Linked DNA regions of Mus musculus: regions 1, 3, 4 and 5 are each linked to region 2. A link is a contact called in public Hi-C, HiChIP or PLAC-seq and promoter capture Hi-C data. All regions are on one chromosome and are shown on one strand. The core of a region is the stretch at or near the end of the contact, and the rest is flanking DNA. Distances in the headings are between cores, read along the strand shown. Region 1 has its middle 4.6 kb from the start of Gm29862. Region 2 holds the start of Tafa2 (TAFA chemokine like family member 2). Region 3 has its middle 19 kb from the start of Gm36884. Region 4 has its middle 35 kb from the start of Gm29862. Region 5 has its middle 16 kb from the start of Slc16a7.

Evidence for each region. Promoter capture Hi-C pulls out the DNA fragments that hold promoters and counts their contacts. A called contact is a pair of places that touch in the nucleus more often than the background predicts. HiChIP or PLAC-seq counts read pairs in DNA pulled down with a chosen protein or histone mark.
Region 1: a promoter capture Hi-C map of cranial neural crest shows a contact between it and region 2. The contact joins the enhancer-like site here to the promoter of Tafa2 in region 2. A contact is called at or near these places in 16 of 39 promoter capture datasets (the 3T3-L1 cell line, the C10 cell line, cranial neural crest and 9 more), 1 of 15 datasets of contacts at CTCF or cohesin (stem cell-derived epiblast-like cells), 7 of 484 Hi-C or Micro-C datasets (the AtT-20 cell line, adipose-derived mesenchymal stem cells, cranial neural crest and 3 more), 9 of 115 datasets of contacts at active chromatin or transcription factors (the NIH/3T3 cell line, VIP interneurons, embryonic forebrain and 6 more) and 1 of 9 other capture datasets (liver).
Region 3: a contact with region 2 is called in a Hi-C map of uterus, with 5 times the contacts expected there. The contact joins the enhancer-like site here to the promoter of Tafa2 in region 2. A contact is called at or near these places in 5 of 39 promoter capture datasets (the 3T3-L1 cell line, cranial neural crest, embryonic stem cells and 2 more), 2 of 484 Hi-C or Micro-C datasets (palatal mesenchyme and uterus), 6 of 115 datasets of contacts at active chromatin or transcription factors (craniofacial prominence, embryonic forebrain, embryonic hindbrain and 3 more) and 2 of 9 other capture datasets (adipose tissue and embryonic stem cells).
Region 4: a contact with region 2 is called in an H3K4me3 HiChIP or PLAC-seq map of embryonic limb bud, with 18 times the contacts expected there. The contact joins the enhancer-like site here to the promoter of Tafa2 in region 2. A contact is called at or near these places in 9 of 39 promoter capture datasets (the 3T3-L1 cell line, 3T3-L1-derived adipocytes, the C10 cell line and 6 more), 1 of 115 datasets of contacts at active chromatin or transcription factors (embryonic limb bud) and 2 of 9 other capture datasets (embryonic stem cells and embryonic tail).
Region 5: a contact with region 2 is called in a promoter capture Hi-C map of cranial neural crest. The contact joins the enhancer-like site here to the promoter of Tafa2 in region 2. A contact is called at or near these places in 9 of 39 promoter capture datasets (the 3T3-L1 cell line, cranial neural crest, embryonic stem cells and 6 more), 1 of 484 Hi-C or Micro-C datasets (cerebral cortex), 5 of 115 datasets of contacts at active chromatin or transcription factors (craniofacial prominence, embryonic forebrain, embryonic hindbrain and 2 more) and 3 of 9 other capture datasets (adipose tissue, embryonic stem cells and pancreatic islet).

What each region holds. Positions count from the first base shown.
Region 1 is chr10:125,777,218-125,779,917 of GRCm38.p6, forward strand. No RefSeq gene overlaps it. Among named protein-coding and RNA genes, the nearest start is that of Gm29862, 4.6 kb to the left of the region's middle. Within about 2 kb of position 1,339, at least 2 of the 459 cell types and tissues checked have an H3K27ac peak or open chromatin away from gene starts, as enhancers often do.
Region 2 is chr10:123,262,694-123,265,393 of GRCm38.p6, forward strand. Tafa2 (TAFA chemokine like family member 2) reads left to right here and starts at 1,383. Exons shown (of 5, transcript NM_001252387.1): 1 at 1,383-2,700.
Region 3 is chr10:125,724,086-125,726,785 of GRCm38.p6, forward strand. No RefSeq gene overlaps it. Among named protein-coding and RNA genes, the nearest start is that of Gm36884, 19 kb to the right of the region's middle. Within about 2 kb of position 1,421, at least 27 of the 459 cell types and tissues checked have an H3K27ac peak or open chromatin away from gene starts, as enhancers often do. A contact at or near this core is called in adipose tissue and uterus, where this site is marked.
Region 4 is chr10:125,807,997-125,810,696 of GRCm38.p6, forward strand. No RefSeq gene overlaps it. Among named protein-coding and RNA genes, the nearest start is that of Gm29862, 35 kb to the left of the region's middle. Within about 2 kb of position 1,400, at least 27 of the 459 cell types and tissues checked have an H3K27ac peak or open chromatin away from gene starts, as enhancers often do. A contact at or near this core is called in embryonic limb bud and second pharyngeal arch cranial neural crest, where this site is marked.
Region 5 is chr10:125,323,631-125,326,330 of GRCm38.p6, forward strand. It overlaps a transcript of Slc16a7 not described here. Among named protein-coding and RNA genes, the nearest start is that of Slc16a7, 16 kb to the left of the region's middle. Within about 2 kb of position 1,336, at least 38 of the 459 cell types and tissues checked have an H3K27ac peak or open chromatin away from gene starts, as enhancers often do.

The sequences.
Region 1 (2,700 bases), core at 89-2,588, 2.5 Mb after region 2:
TCACAGTAATCAACTGCAGAAACAGCAGCTAATCTACCAAGAAGTGTAACCAGAATAGCCCTAAATAATGGTGGGGATAAACCTCCCAAATGCTTTCACAACAGAAATGGTTCCATTGAATACATGGTAATGGACCCCTATTAGACATTCAACAGCAATGAATTTATTCATCTACCATGCGTTATCATACGAAAAATTTGAAGCCAAGTGTAGTGGTGAACACCTTTAATCCCAGCACTTGGGAGGCAGAGACAGGCAGATCCCTGAATTCAAGGCCAGCTGGTCTACAAGGCTAGTTCCGGGACAGCCTGGGCTACACCGAGAAACCCTGTGTCAAAGAACCAAAAGATAAAAAGGAAGAAAGAAAAGAAACAAAGAATCAAAAGAAGAAAGAAAAGTTTGAGGGATGTTGAGACACCTATTAGAATCAATACCTATTCTAAAGTTCTTAGCTTTAGGTAAATAAAATTGCAAAATAAGTTATGTTATGATATAAGTGGCAGACATCATAAAGTTGCATTGAGTGGCAGATTTCACACGGAAGGTTTATTGGGGAGTGGGTGTACAGAGGATGCCTCAGGGCGAGGGTGGAGAAGAAAAGAGCAAAATGAGGAGGGACTGGCCTTTAATAAGGGGATGTACCACATGCGTGCGGGGGCGGGGCTTGCAGCTGCGACTAGACTATCCTGCTATCGCTGGTCCCTGGGGCAGGCTGCGAAGATGCCTGATGGCTAACAAGGTACATCATGAAATAAAACAAGAATAAGATAATGCATAAGGATATCCCATGGTTAAACATCTGAAGGTCATGTCAGGAATTATACTCAGAAGAAAACAATTTCCGATTGATAGCGTGCTCTGAAATTAAACAGATTAAATGACTGCTATTTCTGCACTCTCCAAACTCTTACGGATTAATAAATTGTTGAGAGATAAGCTACAGACAACAGGAGGGGCTTCTCTGGATGAAGTGGCCAGAGAATTCTCCACGAGACCGGATGGACAGAGGGAGAGCCATGAGGCAAGACAGAAATAAAGAGGAGAGCTGAAGGAATAGTGTTGTTTAGAGACAAGTCCTGAGCCTCCTCCACACCAGGTGGCTGTTAGTTGCTAACCTAGACCACTCATGTTCACTCTAATACCTGAAATGAATGTCTCCGTCCTAAGGCCTCTAATTCCCTTGTCTGGTAAGATTGGGTGCCCTTTCTTCCTGGAAGACTGCATGCTTCTCTCCTGCTGGGTGTCAGTGACATTCGTTTCCGTATAATGATCACTACAGCCCAGTCCAGACTGTGACGTGGTCTTGGCTGATTAACTGTGATTTAAGATCACGGATTGTCATTTTTCAGTTTTCTTCTTCCATCTTAGAACCCACCTGCAATGAATGGGCCTGGGCTCTAAAGGCAGGAAGCATTGCTCAAATGAAGAAGAAATCCAAGCGCTGACGTCTTCGGTTGTCTCCTTATTATGGTTTCAATATGAAATGTATTCCATAAGTCTCCAGCTGGGGCTTCAAGAAAGGTGGTGGAAATTTTAAGAGGAGGGAGGAGTCTAAACGGAGGGAATAGTCCACTGAGAGAATACTGCCCCAAGTCATTTCCTTCTGTCTGCTTCCCTTCCCGTTATTCAGCAAAGAACCACCTCCTATTGCCATGATATTTGGAATCTCTTCAAATCCATAAGCAACATAGCCAAAGACTATGGACTAAAACCTGAACTAATTCTGAACTCAGGTAAGTCCTTCCTCCTTGAAGCTGGATGTGCCAAGCACGGAGTCAGAGCGACAACACAGAAGTAAGTACCTTACTCAGCCTAGACTGACCACCGAAGCTGGCACTTTTTTTTTTTTTAAAACATGGGAAAAGTAAAGTTTTTCCATGCAATGCCTGTAGTTCCGTTTCTGTCCCAAGCAACTGAAGCCAGGTTAGGGACTCTAACAGCATGGGGTTGTGCGGGGAGTTTTGTAGCAAAGCTTGTGCTCAACGTTTGTTCGGCCTTAGATTCAATCTCCAAAAAAGGAAAAAGCAAACCCAAGCCTAAAGAGAGCAGAGAGGCTGTTTATAAGCATACCTTTGCTTTGCAAAGGGTCGTTGGCAAAATGCTTAGCTCCCTAGCCTCAGTTTCTCCATCTATAGCCAAAAGACAGTAATGACATGCAGTGTTCATGACCTTGTAAGCACCAAATGAAACGGGGTTTGCCAAGTTCCAAGGACATTTTTTTGGTGATAATAAACACTTGATAAAGGTTGGCTATAATTGCTACTGCTAGTAAATATTTGCTCTTTGAAATAATAAATGAGCATGCGTTTTATTTTATCTCTTCAGACCCTAATGAAATTATCATATTTGGAAAATAAACTAAGCAAATACATTACTACAGAGGAACCAAAATCAATACATGATTAAGTCAGTGTTACTGTTTTTTTTTTCTGATACTTTCATTTAGAAAACAAACTCTTCACAGTAGTTTACATGTTTCTAAAATAAATATTGCAAAGATAACAAAGAGAGTTGTCATACATCCTTAATCTCCATACCCAGGTTCCCCTCTTATTAGCTCTTAAATTGTTTGTAAAAGTTTCATTATGGGAGACGGTAGAGATGGCTCAGTGGTTAAGGGCTTTATGACGTTCCTGGATTTGATTCCCAGAAGTCGCATAATGGCTCACAACCATCTGTAACTCCAGTTCCAGGAGACCC
Region 2 (2,700 bases), core at 133-2,632:
ACAGTGCCAGGTTATTTAAAAAGAAAAAAAAAACAACAACAAAAAACCTTGTTCCCCCAGGAAATGAGTTACCATGTAATTGTGATAAAATAAAAGTCTTTAATCATACGAGACACTGGTCTTTTGAAAGAGGTCATTTGAAGATATGTTGTGCACAATGATTGCCATGCCCCGGAGTCTCACAAACCTACCAGATACAATCGATTAAAATTCAAAACCCTATATTATTTTGTTTTGGATTTTTATTTGAAATTGCTTCAGTTACTCCCAATTGAAAAAGTAAATTATTGCCTTTTTTAAAGAGTAGACTAAGTACAATGATCAAGTTAGAAAAGAATAAATAAAAAATTCAAAATGAATAGAAAACTGTTTAATCATGACCTTGATACATATTTTCTATTTAAAAGCACACAAATGCCTAAGGCACACCTCCCACTAAATGACAATGTTCACAAACTCTAAACAGCAAAGTTACAGGTGTGCCTAGCTTAGTTGTGTCTGACGTAACAAATCTTTTTAATAAAATTTGCAGGAATGCTTTGTTAAAATAGCCCTCCCAAATCAACTACATAAAACCCTTTAGATAGAAAATAAGGCTAAATTATGTTACCATAAAATCACCAGCTAAAACATATTCCTTAGTTCTTAGTAACTATGGTAATAAGTGGTAGTTTATAGATGGTGGAAAGAATTATGCTAATCTTTCAATGACTCAGGGCTGGGGAAACACAACTACTTAGACCTGGGGAGAATTTAGCTAGTTTGAAAAATTAACCTAGTGGAACGAGAGAGGAGTCAGTTACAGACAAGATCCCTGAGTAAGCGTTCCAGAGTCGACATTTTCTCTCATTGTGTCTAAGTCTTACTCATTTTTCGTACTATCCTAACCACTAGCTTAAATGTTTTCTCATTCATAAGCACGATCAAAATGAGCTGAGTCTAAGAAGTCCTTTCTTGGAAGATCTTATGTACACCGCTTAAACCAGGACCCAATTTGGCCAAACCTTAAGGACATGACCTTCTAGGATCTGTCTCTGAAATCTCTGTAAAGTTAGGATATTCCTTTAGCAATGAATATGCTATCATGGGATTGTGTTAAAACCCCCTTAACTTTGACTCTGTCAGAATTTGTTAGTTGTAGAAATTCAAAATCCTCTTAAATCGGATAGTGTAAGAAAATTCTTGTTTATTTTTTTGGAAGAAAAATTATGAGTCTCCGTGACAGCCGGCAAAGCGTTCTAATCCAGATTTACCGCTAGAGGGAGACATAGTCCAGCATTTGCAACGTTTGCTGTCTTATACTTTTTTTTTTTTTTTTTTCTTTCTGCAGGAAGGTGGTTTGCTCTCAGCATCTGCAGCCACTGCTGACAGAATTGGGAGGGAGACAGAGGGAGTCAAAGCCTCCCGGTCCAGCCGTCCCATTTTACTGCTTAACTCAGCCTGGAGTGTCAGAACCCATCTTTGCCTGCCTTCTCTGTGCTTTGTACAGTGGGGCCAGTCGCTCCCAACGGCCAGCCCGCTGAGTGGAACAGGGGTCTAGGGTGGACTAGCAGGGCTCTGCCCGTTGGGGTGACTTTCGAACATTATCTTTAGTGTATTTTAACAGTACAGAGCTTGTGGTGGGACTCAGAGAGGGAGAAGCTTTGATTGCTTTTTAAAATTATTTTATTTTATTTTATTTTTTGGCTTTTTTTTTTTTTTTCTTCTGGTGATCTGGATTTGTTTCCTCGGGCCCCTCCCCTTGTTCCGTTCTTTCTCACTCCCGCCTTTGGCGAAGTGACACAGGCGACACCTGCTCGCTTGTGTCTGCTGCTGGAACTCGCACCTCCAAGGTGGTGAAGGTGCCGGCGCGCTCGTGACTTGGGGGGACAGCAGAGGGGTTCCCTCCCTTGGAGCACACGATGCGGAGAGTGGCGGCGGGTGGGATGCGAGGAGCTCTACCGGCTGCACTTGGAGGCGCGATCGAGGGGCTGCAGCTGGCCGGGAGTTGCTGCTAAGTGGACGCGACTCGACGGCGCCCAGGTGTCCGAGAGGGCACCCGCGGGACCCGAGTGCGAGCTGCGGGAACGCAGGCGTCTCCCGGGGAGGACGCCGGCCGAGCGCACAGCCCGCGAGCCTGCTCAGAACCGCTCCACACCGGGAGCCTGCAGACCTGGGAGAGCCGGGGAACTCGAGGAGTGTGCTCGGCGGCGGAGGCTGCTCTGCTGAAGGTGAATCACCGCGTCCAATTGCCTTTCCCTAGAGAACCCGGGGGAGGGCGGGAGAGGGGGAACGTGTGAGCGCGCGCGTTTGTGTGCAAGGGAGAGCCGACGCGGGGCGAGAGGAAAAGTCCTCGCTCGCCGCTCAAAGCAAACAAACCGGAGATGGAATAAGAGCGGCGGTGGCTGGAGCCCGCCTGGATCCTCGCAGTCGCGGGAGCCGAGCGCACCACCGCGCGCAGCGCATCGCCGGGGACAGCGGGCGACCGCGGGCGCCGCCGGGGGCTGCGGAGACTTTGGCTCTCCCCCTCGGTCGACGACCCTTCCGATTACTTTGACACTGTGGGATAAAGAGCAGAGCCCGGGGACCGACCTCGCGCGCTGCACCTTCCTTTTGCTTCGGGGAAGGGGGACCCCAGCTTGTAGGTGAAGACGCTGCCGAGCCCCCCTTTAGCCTTCGGAGGAGGCAGCACTCACACTCGCTCGCCCTCTGCGAACACAC
Region 3 (2,700 bases), core at 171-2,670, 2.5 Mb after region 2:
AAATATAACCTAATACACCCATTATGGAAAATAGTATTGGGGTTCCATAAAATAAAACTACTGTATGATCCACCCATCTCACTACTGGGTATCCAAAGGGAATTTAGTGGGCACATTGAAGAGACATCTGCACTCTCATGTTCACTGAAATGCTGGGATGGTTTGTATGTGCTTGGCCCAGGGAGTGGCACTATTTGGAGGTGTGGCCCCATTGGAGTAGGTGTAACACTATGGGTGTGGGCTTTAATACCCTTGTCTTGGCTGACTGGAAGTCAGTATACTGCTAGCAGCCTTCAGATGAAGATGTCAAACTCTCAGCTCCTCCTGCACCATGCCTGCCTGGATGCTGCCTTGCTCCTGCCCTGATGATAGTGGACTGAACTTCTGAACCTGTAAACACCATCCCCAATTAAATGTTGTCCTTATAAGAATTACCTTGGTCATGGTGTCTGTTCACAGCAGTAAAACCCTAACTAAGACAAATGCTATCCATGGGAGCCAAGCTGAAGAAACTCTCTAAGTTTCTCATGGTTGATGGATGGATACAGTGAATATTAAAGTGGATTACTTACTATTCTGTCACTCACAATACAATGTGATCATTCAAAAATATAAATAAATAAATAAATAAGCACAGATGAAAAACCAGAGATTGTAATGTTAAATGAGATAAGCCAACAACAGAAAGCCAACTGCCTCGAGAGTTCATTCATAAATGGAATCTGTATGAGATATAGAAAATAAGGGTAAGGTGTTTGGAGCGAGTGGAAAGGGTGGGTTAAGAAATGTTGGCTAACAGGCAGTAATGTACAGTTATGGAGAAGGAAAATCTGGCCCGCCGCTGCCCAGTGGGGTCACTGGATGACAACAGCACTGTGTGTTTTAAAAAGCTCCAAGGAACGATCCTGTCTGTTCTCATGATAAGCAAATTATACGTGTGTGAGGAATTAGATGCGTCTGGATTTCGTATTATGTGATATGTGTACATACAACAGTGTAAGATGGTGCTCCGTCAACATGTACAATTGTATGTTGTAATGTATCCCCTAAGGAATTTTGGAAGTGGCCATTTAATTTATTTAATTCAGTAAAACATGATGCTGTTCTGGGACACGCAGCTCCGTGGCTAAGCACATCTTAGTTTGCAAAGGGCGATGGGATCCATCCTCCACCCATAAAAACGTACACGTAAGCCCAACTATATGTGCTATCTTGCATGATAGCAGATTGATTTAACTCAATAATAATTCGATTCGCCTACCTATAAGTAAACGTTAAGACACAGTCATTGCAAGTTGCAATGTTCGTGTGTGGTTTTTTTTTTTTTTTTTTTTTTTTTTGTACTGACCACTAGAGGGCAAGACAATCTAGCAGATTCGAGTAAGCCTAATTTTACCCTACAGAGGGCGGTACCCACCACGCTGGGCAAACGCGCCCACGTGCTCCACCAGGTCCCAGCCACTCACATCTGCCTTCTCCTTGAGGGTGATTGAAGAGCGGAAGAAAAGGCTACGGTCCTCTCAAGTAAACAATTTGTTGGCTGGCTCTTCTAAAGTTATTAGGGAAGTAGGTTCAGTTAAACAATTTTATTTTTCTAGATTTAAGTAGTTTAAGTCTGAAGTGAGAAGGAGGGAAGTCTCGAGTTTGAAGATAAATCTTCACAAAAGGGGAACCAGGAAACATGTGAAAATCATCTCCAATCAAAGGGACCCAGGGTTCCGCCTTGCCTGTTCTATAAACACACAGCATGGGTTTATCCTACAAGTCAAAGTCTTGAATTAGCAACATAAATAACCCTCCAGGGAAACAAAGGAAGGCTATGGGGGAGGGGCGGGCAGAGGGAAATCTCGAGTCTCAGACCCAGCATCTGGGACAAGGCCCAGCGTCCCTTCTGCTCAGCCTCAGTGGCCTGAACTGACAAGAGTGGGTGTCAAGTGCGGCTGCTCCTGACTTTCTCACACTGACTTAGCCCTGCCTCAACAGATGCAAAGCTCCTCTCTCTCCCTCTATAGGGGAGAATCTCTTCTACCCAAAGTTGGGATGGGAAGTGCGCATGCGCACAGCCACACAGGCGCCATTCTGTACAATCCTCTAACTTTAAAAGTGAGCCAAGTAAGAGATGATATTTCGCTGGCTCTTTAAAAATCTGTATTTTCTTTTCTTTTCTTTTCTTTTCTTTTCTTTTCTTTTCTTTTCTTTTCTTTTCTTTTTTCTTTTCTTTTCTTTCTCTCTCTCTCTCTCTCTCTCTCTCTCTCTCTCTCTCTCTCTCTCTCTCGCTCTCTCCCTCTCTCTCTCTCTCTCTCCCTAGCTCTCTCTCTCTCCCCCTTCCTTCCTTCCTTCCTTCCTTCCTTCCTTCCTTCCTTCCTTCCTTCCTTTCTTTCTCTCTCTCTTTTTTTCTTTTTGTTATTTGTATGCATCTCTACAACTAGTATTTTGAAGATAAATTTTTGACCCTTTCTTGAAAGAAATCAACAAACGGGGGGGAAAAATAAAAACTTCTGTTAAATTTTCTCTTTTAAGAAAGAAAACCAGGGCTGGACTAACAGGAGCGTGCTACGCTAATCTTTGGTGCCGTGGCACAAGGGAGTAAACTTGAGACTAGACAAGCAGAAATGTCTCTGACCCTTCTCTCATCAGCTGAGGGCTGCCCTGTCTGGATCTAGGGACAGGAAGGACTGTGGCCAGCAGCCAGAGATGCCT
Region 4 (2,700 bases), core at 150-2,649, 2.5 Mb after region 2:
GATTGGAGGAGTGGGGACATCTCTTCAATAAACTAGAATCCCAGGACAAGGGAAACTCCCAGGATGGGGGAACCTAAAATAATCAACTCTGTAACCAGGCAAGACTTCCAATGGAAGGACTAGGACACCAACCCACCCACAAAACCTTCCAGGCACAATTTGTCCTGCCTACAAGATATACAGGGATACAAATGTAATAGAAATTGAGGGATTGGCCAACCAGTGACTGGCCCAACTTGAGACCCATGACATGAGAGAGAGCCCACCCCTGACACTGTTAATGATAGTCTGCAGTACTTGCAGACAGGAGCCTAGTACAACTGTCCTCTGAGAGGATTCACCTAGCAAATGATGGAAACAGATGCAGAGACCCCCCAACCAAATGATAGGCAGAGCTTGAGGAATCCTGTGGAAGAGGGGAAGACTTGAACTATCTAAAGGTGTCAAGGATACTACAAGGAACCTTACAGAATCAATGAACCTGGGACATAGCTGCTCACAGAGACTGAACCACCAACCAGAAGCATGCATGGGATACATCTAGGCCCCCAACACATATGTAACAGATATGTGGCTTGGTCTTCATATAGTACCCCTGAAAATTGGAGCAGGGGCTGTTGTCTCTGACTCTGTTGCCTGTCTTTGGACCCCTTTCCCCTAACTGGGCTGCCTTGTCTAAGCTCAATAGGAGAAGGTGCACCCAGTCCTATTGCAGCTTGATATCAGGCAGACTGATATCCAGGGGAGGCCTCCCCTTCTCTGAAGACAAAGGGGAGGGGAGGGGAGAGAGAGGGAGTAGGAAGGTAGGAGAGAGAGGAAGATGTAGTCAGGATGTAAAGTAAATAATTAATAAAAATATAAAAATAAAACACAATTTGAGAAAAACAAAACAACAACAACAACAAAAAAATCCCAACCATACTTTTGAATGCAATCCATACTATCTGAGGCCATGCCAAGAACTGACCTCAGGGCTGCAACTCTTTTCCATAGAAGTCAAGCCTGTGATGAAGCTAATGTCTGGGACATTGCCATTCAGTTTTTAAGAGCACAGACATGAGAGGAAGCATCTGACACTATCTAGGATTTGGTCCATATTTTATTCCTCTGTTTACCGGCGTGTGAGTGCTAAGTTAGTAGAAAATAGTCCTGGGAAAAGATGGGCAATTGTTGTTAGGGTCTGGGATGGCAAATGTAATTCGTGCTAGAATTCATCACTTCCAGTGTAACAAAGCTGTAACAGTGAAGCATCCATCGATGCTACAATTTTTCACTTGGGTGTAACAAAGCTGTAACAATGAAGCATGCGAGCATGAGCCAAGTAGAAGTCAGATTTCGTCTCAAATCCTCCCCATAGCACCAGCGGTGTGGACACTGCTGGGGAGGGGGGCTCCCTCTTGTTGAATATTTGCATGGCATGGGGCTAAGACCTCTCTCTCCATCTGTTTTATACCTCAACAGAGCTACCGTGAAAAGTGTATAATCTCTCCTTGCAGTTGAGTATGAAAAGACTTAGGCAATGCTCTCCAAATATTACTTGTGGCAATCAAAAGCAATCACTGCATTCAGGGGTTGGTACTCTGACTGCTGAGCTATGCGCTCTCTGACAGTAGCCATAGGACTCCCTGCATACATGGGACACAAGATAAGATTCCGTGTAGATTGTCCCTTGAGCATCTGCTAATCAGTTCTTTCTACAATTAAAAGCATCATGCGTGCATTTGCACGCGCTCAGTTTTCTGTCTGAATACGTTTGAGTATTGTTCCAGACGTGGTTAGGGTACGTCTCTTCAGAACCCTTGCTATAATTATAAAATTATCTGCCATACTTACAAAGAAATGCTTCCAAGTCACTCTCCACATTGCATTGCCTTCTCCCCTCTTCCAAGTCAGCTCACCTTTGGGTCCACCCTCATAACTGTGTCATTAGCAGTAACGGTGATTGATCTATTCCTTCTCGAGGCCTCTGGCCATCTGTGCAAGCAAAACTTCCAGCCCAGACATTTTTAAACATTAAACCTATACTGGAACTCTGTTCAATAGATCTTTCACAAATCCCCAGCCCCCAGCCCCAGAGAGTAAGAAAAGTCAGGTCATGAGCAGGAAGTAATGGAGACAAGGCAGTTTCTGAGCTGAGAGTGCCTTGGTTTATTGTTGTCATGACTACAGAGTTCCACATGCCTAAAGTCACTGGTTTCTGAGAAGAATGATGCAGTGTCTAGCCTTACAGCTGGACATATAAACCAAATTAGTCTGCCATGCCTCTACCTGCTTTGTGGTTATTAGTGAGAAGAGCAATATATCACACGATTGCTCATGCGACAGCTAAACCGTGCACACATGGCTTTCTCGTATCTGTAACTCATTTTTTTTCCCGGCTCCCAAGAATAATAGGTTGAAATCTCAGAGACAGGGTTGGTCCAAAGTAATTTTGACAGAGACTTCAAATTCTTGAATTAAAGATCAACCAGAAAGCAATCTATGGTAGTTCTATGTAGTTAATGCTGCCTATCTGTGTTTTAAGTCACAGGGAAGAGAGAGGTTTTTTTTTTTTTTCTTTTTTTTGGATTCCGTGCAAAACAGTTCAAAACTTCATTGATTTGTGAAAGAAATGATTTCTTTTTAAATTAAATTAAAGAAAGTGCTTCGGAGAGTAGAGGCCTGGCTTGCCTGCTCCAGATGTGAAATGAGGGTCTTGAG
Region 5 (2,700 bases), core at 86-2,585, 2.1 Mb after region 2:
TAGCCTTCTCCAGGGGAGAGCACACCAATTGGTTACCCAATAACAAATGGCCAGCTCTGAAAACTTGACATGCAAGTAGCACTATTTAGACTGAGCTGCTTATGTATATGTATCAATATATACATATATTAATACACGTTAATTCATCACTAATATATTTTACTATCATTATCACATTAATAGCTTTATTGTTGCATTAATATTGTATTATATAATCCATTTATAATATTAAGTTTAAATATTACATATTATAGTCATGGATTTATATAATATATAACATTAATACAATATATTATTATGTATAATTATATACTATCATATCCTATTTTATTTATATAATAATATATTATGTATAATGATTAATATACTATGTATAATATAATGCAACAACACTTAATAAAATTAGCTGTGAATTTGAAAGAGAGCAAGGAGGCATATTAAAAAGGTTGAATGGGAGGAGAGGAGAAAGAAAATGGTAGAATTGTATTATATTGCAACCTCAAAATTTTAAAAAGTCAACAAATACAGTATATAAAATTCTCAAAGAATAAAATAGATGGGAAAAACATTCAAGGAAATGTCTAAGTTTAAAATCCCAGGCCAAACAGAAAAGAATGTAAGAAAAACGCACAGAAGACCCTCTTGTCCGAGGACTTGGCATCCCTTGGATTGTGCAAATGGGTGGCAGATGTTTGAAAGCCTTCCAGCATCAGAAACAGCCTGCCTTGAAAGGCAACAAAACCAGAGGGGCAAACACACAGAAAGCTCATGGGGAAGTCTGAGGCAGAACTGCGGCTGCTCGTCCAGAGAGAGAAGAATTACAGGTGAGAACGAAGGAAGAAGAAGCAGAGCTGAGTCCAAGGATGGAAGGTCCGGGGCTGAGATAAAGACTGAGGAGCACGGAACTGGTCCAGAGCAGGACTGAGACTCTGGGCCGAGGCCCGTGCAGCAGGGCTGAGACTCTGGGCCGAGGCCCACATTTCCAGTGGAGGTTCAGAGGACGATGTGTCAGTCAAGCCTGAGCACAGCCTGGTGGAATTTGCTTTATGAGACAGTGCGTGCACTTGCATCACGCTGATGAAACCTTTGTTTCTTTCCACTTCCTTGTTTGCTTTGTTTTGTTTGTTTGCTTGCTTGCTTGCTTGCTTGCTTTATGAAGTTTTCCTTTCTCTCTCCCTATCTTAGCTTGGAATAAATGACACTGGTTTCCATGATGTCAAAGGTCCATAGGAGAAGGATTTTATTCTGGAACTTGAGTTCTTTCTTTTGAGGGGATGTAGACTAAGGGTTGAGGTTGGAAGGGCTGGTATTTGAAATACTGGGATCTGGTGAGTGTATGTGGGGTTGGTACGATCAAGGACAGGCTATTACCTCATTATCTAACATTCCTGAAGAGAAGCCCTGGCTTCTAGTTTTTTGTTTGTTTGGTTGGTTTTTTTTTTTGTTTGTTTGTTTTGTTTTGGTTTTTTTACCATGTGACATTATTGGGAAACAAAGTACATTACTAAACTTTCAGTTTCAAAAACAACCCAATCAATAATCGACTTAAAACTACAGGGCACATATTTTGCTATTAATGGTTTAAGCTATTTTGGGCCCTGATCAGTTTGCTCTGTGGTTGGGCTTGTGACAGGACAAGTGTGCATACTTCCTCACTGGGGAAGTAAAGGCAGGAGGAGGATGGGGCCTAGACCTCACCATCTCCTTAAGGGCCTGTCTCCTATACCCAAGCTCCTCCCGCTAACCCACACATCCTAAAGCTTCCCCCGCCCCTTGAAGAGCTGAGTCAGAGCAATGCACGTCCCACAAGCAACTCTGAAGGGTGCTCTAGATCCACACTCTTATACTGAGTAGACTGGCTCCCAAGCAGGCATGAAGGGTGCCGTTGTAGGAATGTACCCACGGGATATAGAGAGATGTCATGGGAAGACTGGTGTTGTATTACCACAAGAGAAGCAAAGCCTGGGTCAGGCCAGTCCGGAAGAGAGAAGAAGAGACAGCCCAGCCTACACCTTATTTCACACTTCGAGGTTCTAAAATGGAATGAGAATAATTTTGAGTTGGTCTAAGCCACCCACATGGTGGGGCTTTGTCAGGGCAGCACTAGGAATGCTTACAAGGATGCATCCCATACCAGGCCCGCTTGGCACACTGTACCGATTAGGTCAAGCCTGACAACTGCTCCAGTCCCCGTTAAGAACTCAAGGAATGGGGACTCCCACAGGTCATATGACTCTCCCATGCTCTGCAAAGCCAGTGGACATTAAGGATCCTTCATGGCCTTAATCCCCCTCTGTCTTTTTTGTTTGTTTGTTTTAAAGAGAATCTAAAGTGTTATGTGTCTCTGAGTTGCTTAAATTTATCAGATCCTGACAAACTTCTACAGTGTATAACCCAGGTTATCTGTGTCTACTAATGGGATAAAGAAATAGAGATAAACTTTTTGATGGTAACTAGATTTGTAAACTTGGGTTGGCAGAATGAAGAGCAAATGTAAAACAACCCAGTGCATCAGAGTAGAAATTAGTTTGTTGCCATGTGCCAATTGAAGCGTATACTACAACTATAAAAAGAAATCTGCACATACCCAACATAAAACAACAACAACAATAACAATAACAAAAGTAACCTCCGGCTTCGGAGATGCTTCAGTGAGTGAGAGTGCTTGATCTGCAGTCAGAAAGACCTGAGTTCAAATCC